2 separate regions of the Rattus norvegicus genome follow, and region 1 is linked to region 2. A link is a contact called in public Hi-C data. All regions are on one chromosome and are shown on one strand. The core of a region is the stretch at or near the end of the contact, and the rest is flanking DNA. Distances in the headings are between cores, read along the strand shown.

Region 1 (4,133 bases), core at 734-3,233, 81 kb before region 2:
TGTGCACCGTGTTCGTTGGTAAAATGAGGGACAACTTGCACTTGCTTCAAGTGGCTGTGTGGATTTTAACGGGTTAATATTTGCAAAGAATATATAGGACAGTTTCGGGTGGATGGTGGATATTTTATTTGCCAATAAACACCTACTCCTTCCGTGGGAAGCTTAAAATTCATGAAGTGGGTTGTAAGTGTAGCAGCTTCTGCTGCAGGGAGCAGGTCCCCGAAAGCTATTGTGCATGTGTCAAAGCCCCAGTGTTCCAGAGCTGATTTTCATCCTCAGTTATGAAGGATTCTGTCCTTTTAAAATCTGAACTTTTTGAGGACCCCCATGTGTCCTGGAAAGTGTCCACTGGCTTTCATTAGGGTACCCCTGAACTGACCACAAGCTTTTTCTTCTATTGGAGTAAGTACGATCTTGGGATAGCTAATCCAAATTGGGTAAAATCGAACTTTTCTGGATCAGGGAGCTGGCATGTCTGAAGACAACCCTGTGGTTCAGTGATTGTCAACCTTTGTTATAGTCCTCCTGTGGTGGAGACTTCGTAACCACAACATTATTTCCCATGCTACTTCATAACTAATTTTGCTACGTTATGAGACGTTTTCCGAGGGTCTTAGGTGACTCCTGGGAAAGGGTCTGCCAACCCACCAGAAGTCATGACCCACAGGTTGAAAATCTGTGGTGTGGTTTCTCTGATATGAGAGTGAGTCGAAGGAATCGTGGTGAGAGCTGGAAGGAGCCTGGGTCATCCTGGGTTAGTCTGGAACGGAAGTTAGGGCGGGGGTGGGGCGGGGGATCAGGAGCCGGAAGGAGTTAGTTGGTAAAGCCCTCTCTTGCTTCCCCCATTTCGGCTTGTGGAATCCTCCTTCAGAGGCTCAGGTAGAGGAACCTGGCTGAAGAGATTTACGAATACTGACTGCGTGCCTCTCAGTGAAGTGAGGTTTTTGCCATTGAATTTCTGAGAGAAGAGGCCAGAAAGGTCAGAACTGGAGAGATGATGAGTGGTCTCCTTTCTCTTTTTTTCATTTTTTTTTTTTTTTTTGGTTCTTTTTTTTTTTTCGGAGCTGGGGACCGAACCCAGGGCCTTGCGCTTCCTAGGTAAGCGCTCTACCACTGAGCTAAATCCCCAGCCCCTCCTTTCTCATTTTAACAGAGAACTCCAGACTCAGGTCTTCTCTGGAGGCATCAATGATGGTTCAGAAAACTTACCAGGATGGCCAAAGCTTAATTAATTAATTAATTAATTAATTAATCCCACGCATGTACAGAGGACAGCCTGTGATTGGGTTTCCTCTCTCACCTGACGATCTTGGGGATCAAACTAATGTTATCAGGCTTGGTTGCAAGCATGCTTGCCCACCAGGCACATCATCGGTCCCTTTTAGAAAGTTTTATAGCAGGCAGTGTTAGGGGTCTCCTCTTTCTCTCTCTGCTACCTCACAAGTTCAAGTCCTAATCTCCAGTATTGAGGAGTATGAGCTTGTTTGGAAAAAGGGCTCTGCAGATACCACATGTTATGCCTAGACTCTTAGTTTTAGTGCTGATGGAAAGAGGAACTGTGCACATAGGCACATACCCACCCATGGGGAGGACAGTATATGAGCACCCACCATGAGAAGGGCAGTATATGAACACAAATGTGGATTTCAAGGTGGAAGCCCAGAGGCAATAACAATGGTCAGAAAACCACCAGAATCCAGAAGAGAACTAGAACAGATTCTGAAAGCCTCAGAAGGAATCTCCCTTGCTAAGATCTCGGTCTTAGACCTTTAGTCTCAAAACTGTGGGGCTACCTTTCCGCAATTTAAGCCATTCAGTGTAAGGTGTTGTTATATCAACCCTAGCTGAGCAATACTGATGGGAATGTTGGAGCTCTCTGAAAACGAGCAGAAGTTTCCTCCCAGGCTGACTGATCGGCCCTGACTATCCATACTGTCCTATTGTTACTGCCAATTGCATTTTATACAGAGGCCTGTGGTCTCATTCAGCTCCAGATTCTCCTATATTTATCCAGTGGAACATTGCCTTGCTGTTGCAGGCTGTGTATGTGGAGGCCAAGAATGAAGCTCTTTGTTTAGAAATTGCGTGGTGTACCTAAATAACAGCTATGAGCATATGGAGAACTTTCAAGCTAGAGGCATTTCAGAATTAGGCAAGGGAAGAGAGGCTTCATTTGTCAAAGACATTTTCTGCTCAAATTCATCACAATCTTCCCTGCAGCCTCCCTTCCGGCTCCCCTTTCCCAACCCCAAGTATATAAGAGGCTTTCTTAGCAGCGTAGGCCCAACAGGATGTTAGGAAAAGTGGGTTAAAAAAATAGTACACCAGATAAATGAAAAAACAAACAAACAAATCCCCAAACCAACCCTGTTTATAACATCAGAATTATAAAAAAAGCAGTGGATACGACATCCCTTTCTTGTTTGTTTGCTGGTGGACATGCTTTTAAGTGCATAAGAGCTGTACAGCAAAGGCTAGCCTTTAAGAGAATAACCTCGGTTGTTTCCTCTTAGGAAATTTAGGCATGAAATTCCACCTGCAAGCTTTTGATGCAGATTGCTAGACTGTTAGTGGTCCGTATGCTCGCACCCAATCTCTGAAGCAAACTGAGGCAAGTTCAAGGTCCACTCCAGGCCAGCTTGCTCCAAGGATAAGGTGGGGATAGCTCGCAGGGGTGATTTCCAGTTCAGGTTCCCTGAATTCTGGGTGTCCGGGCTGCCCAGCTCCCGCCGATGCACTACAGCTTCAGAGCTCTGGAGAAGCCTTTGGAATGAAAACATTCCACTGGCTGCCAGGGAAGTGTCGAGGAGGCAGTGAAGGAGCCAGTGAGGAGGCAGCTGCACTTGCTTGTGTGTGGGAAGGAGGTGACTGCTGGGTAGTTGGTATACTAGTTTCACACTCCATTTACGGGGTGTCCCACAGACTTTTCCCTTGTCACCCAAGCCACAGCCTGGGAAAGCGCCAGTCTTCCAGTTGCTTCTGGCATAGAAATTTATGGCTTCATGGTAGGTCTTAGTTAAAGAGAATTTTTAAAACTAGCCTTTTCAGGTTAGCATACAAAGTAATGGTTTCATTATCACATTCTTTTCTTCTCTTTTCTTTCCTTTTCGTGTACGCTCTTCGGTTGGTGGCTCAGTCTCTGCGCGCTCCCAGGGGTCCGGGTTAGTTGATGCTGTTGGTCTTCCTGTGGGGTTGCCCTCCCTTTCAGATCCTTCAATCCTCGCCCTAACTCTTCCACAGGACAATTCTTCCAATTTTATCCTTTTATTGGTTCTTTGTAAATTTCATATCATGCAGCCCACTCCCATTCATCTCCCCCTCCCCTGTACCTACCTTCCACCCTTGCAACCTTCCTCCAACAGAGGAAAAAAAACTCATTGTGGAAGCTGTATTGTGTCACACTGTGTCCCATGGTATAGCCTTTAGTCCACTTCTTTGCTTACAAATGTTCATTGCAGTGACTCATTGGTCTGGTCCAAGGCCTCTGACTTCTGCTACTCAATCAATTCTTACTGAGACTCCTCTTAGGCATTCTGTTGTTGCCCTGTGTCATGGAGATCCTGTAGGTTTGGATCTGTATGACTGGCCTCTTCACGCATTCCTGCAATTCATTGGTAGATGTTGGGGTGGGCCATCTTGGCGCCCAGGAGCGGGGCCTGGGAGGCAGCTGAGCTGGTCAGCCCATCTTTATGGTATTTTTGTATATGTGCTACACTTTTCCTCTTTGTTCCTCTCCCGTACTCCCTCCCATTTCCTGGGTCCACACCACCCCTGCCTCTCTAGCTCATTCCTTTTCTTTCCACAGTCAGACTATGTTGTCTTCTTTGAATGTGTTCCGTTATCCTATCTCCCTACCTCCCTAAAGATCTCTTCCTCTCCTTTTTACCATCACCTTTCCCTTTCATGACGCACGTGCGCATGCACGCACGCACACATACACACGCATGCACGGGTTCTTCATGTAAGCAAACACATGGGGTTTGCCTTTCTGAGCCTGGGTCTTTTCTCTTGACATAAAGATTATCAGTTGCATCTATTTTCCTGAAAACATCATGCTTTCATTTTTTGTCACCGGTGTGTGTCTGTATCGAGTTTTCTTTATCCATCCATCTGTTGATGATGACACCTAATCT
Region 2 (3,830 bases), core at 705-3,204:
CATTTGATACTGGCTAAACAATGGATGTGCTCTTCCTTGGGGAAGACTCCTTTTCCCCACACTCACATTCCTTAGTTGCCCGTAGTTCTTTCTTTGTGTAAGGATGGAGCCTCCTGGACTTTGCCCTGTTCACATCAGTGTGTTTATTATAATGATAATTATATTTATTATAATGATAATTATATCCTCATTCACCTCCTGTTAGCAGCCACGGTAGGGAGACTATGGTTTTAGCTTCTGACATTCCTAAGAGTTACAATCACACAGTAAATTTCTCTTCCTCTGGCTCTTAAAATTGTCTGCTTCCTCATTCACAATGCTTTCTGGGCCTCGGGTGCAGGAATTGGGTTGTAGATGTATCAGTTGTGACTGCGTTCCACAATGCTGCATTTTGATGGGTTGTGGTTTCCTACAAAGGTCTCCCTCTGTTGCAAAGAGAAGTTTCCTTGCTGAAGGGTGAGGAACACACTTATCTGTGAGTACGATGACAAATATTCAGAGTGTAGTTAGAGATTATGCTGGTTTAGTAAAGTAGAAGTTGTAGGTTTCCTCCAAGGTCCATGACTCGATAGCCCTGAATGATTGACTAGGTTTCTAAAACCAAGCATGATTTTCCTCTTGGTGAAGTTAAGGCCAATTAGAGAGCTGTTGGTTGCCATCAAGGTGTGTGTGCCACCATTGCCCACTTAGGGCTACTGTGCTGTGCTGGTCCCTCTCGTTCATAGACGTCATAGCTGGGTAGGACTGTTGGTTGCTTCGCTTTTTTGGAAGTTTGCATGATGCCATCTGGTACCATGAAAGCTATTTCTCAGAGAGGAAGTTTTCAAATCAGTTCCAGCTCAGGGTCTCTGGGCCGCCTTCAGGAATACATGGTATCTTCAGAAATAGGACTTATCTTTCTCTCCTGGGAGGCAGCCAGGAGGAATAGCAATGTCCTGTAATGTTTTGGAAGTCTCTTGGACAACCCTGACCAACAATTCAAATGAAGGCTTCACATGCTTGGTGTTAGGGCTTCTGTTAGATGGTCTTTGGTTAGATGGTCACCTAGGACATCTATTTAAACTGTATATGTATATTTATATATTGACCTACGTGTATTTTAAAAAAGTTTTAGGTAGTTAATAGTATGATTCCTTTCCTTACACTTCTAGACGCCATCAGTATTATTTTATTCTCTTCCCTTCTTCTGTATTTATTTTCTTCCCTCCTCCCTAATTAAAGCATTCCTGTTTCCTTCCCATTTCATCATCAGGCCAATTCTACCTTGCTATCCCCCTCTCTATGACTCCTCCTCACACCCCAGGAATGGCCCCTACTTACTTTCCTGGTTTCTGTAGTTACTTTAGACTATGGACTCATATCTGAAGAGTGGAGCTAGGAGCCTTAGATGAGAGAGAACACAGCTGCTGCCCCTGACCAGATGATTGGAGTCTGCGTTGTCTTAACTATCAGTTCCGAAGACTCAAGACCTGGTGTCTTTTCTTGGGTATCAGTTCCCTGGAGACTCTGAATTTCCAGTAATAGCAACCAAGATGGCAGCAGCCGGAGTTGGTTGCAGTCAAGTCTGGGACAGATTTGATTTTTTTTTCTCTCAGTCTAATTATTAACCACCTTCCGGAAAATAGAGGGCGGTTGTTCCCATGGTAACAAAAGCCTCATGGCCAGAAAGCATTCAGTACCCTGACATTTATAGCCGGCTCTGCACTGTGCCAACTTGCTGATGCAGGAAGCCAGGAATCAGAACCCAAAGTGTCTTCCTGGAAGGAAAATTTTACTTTCCAGTTTTTCTTTCTTCAAGGTTCTTCTAAAGGATTCTATCTAATGCTGTCTTATTTGTCTTCCAGCCCCACCGACCCGAGACCCCTTCCCCTACATCCTGGTGTCTGCACATTTCCAGAGCTACCCACATTCTCCATGCATCATCCTGTGTGAGTCTAGATTCACGTTCCTCATAGTTGTCAATGAATCATTCAAGGTACACTTTTAGCTCACAGTTGAATAATGCCAGAGGAATAAAAAAGATTCTATTATTACGTCTCTTGAGCAGTCCTCTGGGTGACTTGTCATCCAGAAGTCACACTTATCTGGCTGTTCTTTATTTTTCCTTCATTTAAAAATAGTGAGCACTTCTGAGTCTGTTAGTTCCATTTTGATTGCTACTGATGATACTTTCATTGTTTCAGGGCCTGCAAGTGAGCACTGTGCTGATCCCACTTGCGGATTCCACCCTTTCAAATGCCATGCTATTATTAGTACCTTCAGCTCTTCTGAATAACCTTATTTATATTTTATGTGAGCTCGGACTCATGGTTTGCTTTGTCTCTTCAATGTCTCATGAAGAGAATGCTGTGGGCAACGGGATACTCAGCACACACACACACACACACACACATGCATGTATGCACACACAGACATGTGCACACATGCAGATACATGAATCAAAAAAAGACAAATAGGTCTGCTGTGTTAAGGTAGGGAAATGCCATGCATTTCATAAATGCCCACAAATAATGGTATGCAGCATGGTTTTATCCAGAAAGATTAACTCCCCGGCACCTGCAGAGGTAAGTGTGCCCTTTGCTTAGTCCACGTACACATCAGATTGTTACATATAACCACAGTGCACATGGATTGGCCCATTTTCTCTCTCTCTCTTTCTCCTGCCCTTAACCACAAAAGAACAGAGATCTTGAATTCAGTGAATCAAAGATCTTGGTCTCCTGTGCCAGTCTTTTTCTACCATAGGAGTAAGGAGGAGAGCATGAAACCATGACCTTCAGTGAATCAAGGAATGAAAACACACTATATCTCCCTTCCTCCTGGCTCTACCCCTAGTGGAGGGGAAGAGCGGGTCTTTCACTAAAAGAAGCAACTAAAATTCTGGAATTAACTGAATTGAACAGAGATAAATCTCTTTGTGACAATCTGGGTTGTTTCAGGATCCTTGCCTCCAATAGGAGGTGGAGGTGTGACTGAAAAGTGTTGGTCATAGTTACTAGAAACAAAATTGTACTGTGTTTAGATATAGGGCACAAAGACTCTTCACTAATCTTCTGCCTTTTCTTACTTCCAGGCTCATCTTGTTATCTGCTGCACTTGGTCCTCTAGTCCTGAAGAACAAGCCATGGTGCTGGAGGGCCTCCAGGCCATGGGGATGCTGCATTTAACCCAGCTCATGGGATAACAGGTCCCATTTCTGTTAATGAATTTTGTCGTTATACTTGCCAGGCAAGCCCTGTGTTAGAGAAGATGGCTTCCCCTTAGCCATGTCTAAATGGAACTTACACACAGTAGCTGGACAGCACAGATGATTCTGATGAGCAGAAGCAGCAACAAGGTTACCGATTGAGTCCTGGACAACAACATGGCTTCTTTAGCACACTCAGCACTCTGTCCATCTTGGCTTGAAGCTGGTTTAGTTTGGCTTCACAGTTCCCAGTGTGGTTTCCAACAGTAATGCTTCTCAGAGTAGATGATTTTAGGGTTTCTTTTACAGTACTATGTCATCAATGCTGACACAGTTAGCAAACGAGATGTTAGCGTCCTTGATGCGTGCTAGGAGATGCATTTCCTTCTACTGCTCCACAGAAGAAGGTCATCCTTGATGGGAGTAGGAGTATGCAGAGGAGATCAAAGGGAAACATTAAAATAGGCCCTAGATCATGGATGCATCAAACACTTTTGCAAAAGAATGGAAGAGGGAATATATGTACTGCTGAGTGTAGGGATAGCCGTGGCCTGTATTGTACCCATACGCTTCACTGGCCCTTGTCAAAGGTTTTTAAATAGGTGGTAAGAACAATGAGGACACTTTTAGGAGAGAGCCATTC

Evidence for each region. A called contact is a pair of places that touch in the nucleus more often than the background predicts.
Region 1: a contact with region 2 is called in a Hi-C map of frontal cortex, with 1.7 times the contacts expected there. The contact joins two enhancer-like sites. A contact is called at or near these places in 2 of 12 Hi-C or Micro-C datasets (frontal cortex and liver).

Annotation. Positions count from the first base shown.
Region 1 is chr2:44,719,586-44,723,718 of GRCr8, reverse strand. No RefSeq gene overlaps it. Among named protein-coding and RNA genes, the nearest start is that of Gpbp1, 100 kb to the left of the region's middle. Within about 2 kb of position 1,983, at least 19 of the 93 cell types and tissues checked have an H3K27ac peak or open chromatin away from gene starts, as enhancers often do.
Region 2 is chr2:44,638,930-44,642,759 of GRCr8, reverse strand. No RefSeq gene overlaps it. Among named protein-coding and RNA genes, the nearest start is that of Actbl2, 49 kb to the right of the region's middle. Within about 2 kb of position 1,954, at least 12 of the 93 cell types and tissues checked have an H3K27ac peak or open chromatin away from gene starts, as enhancers often do.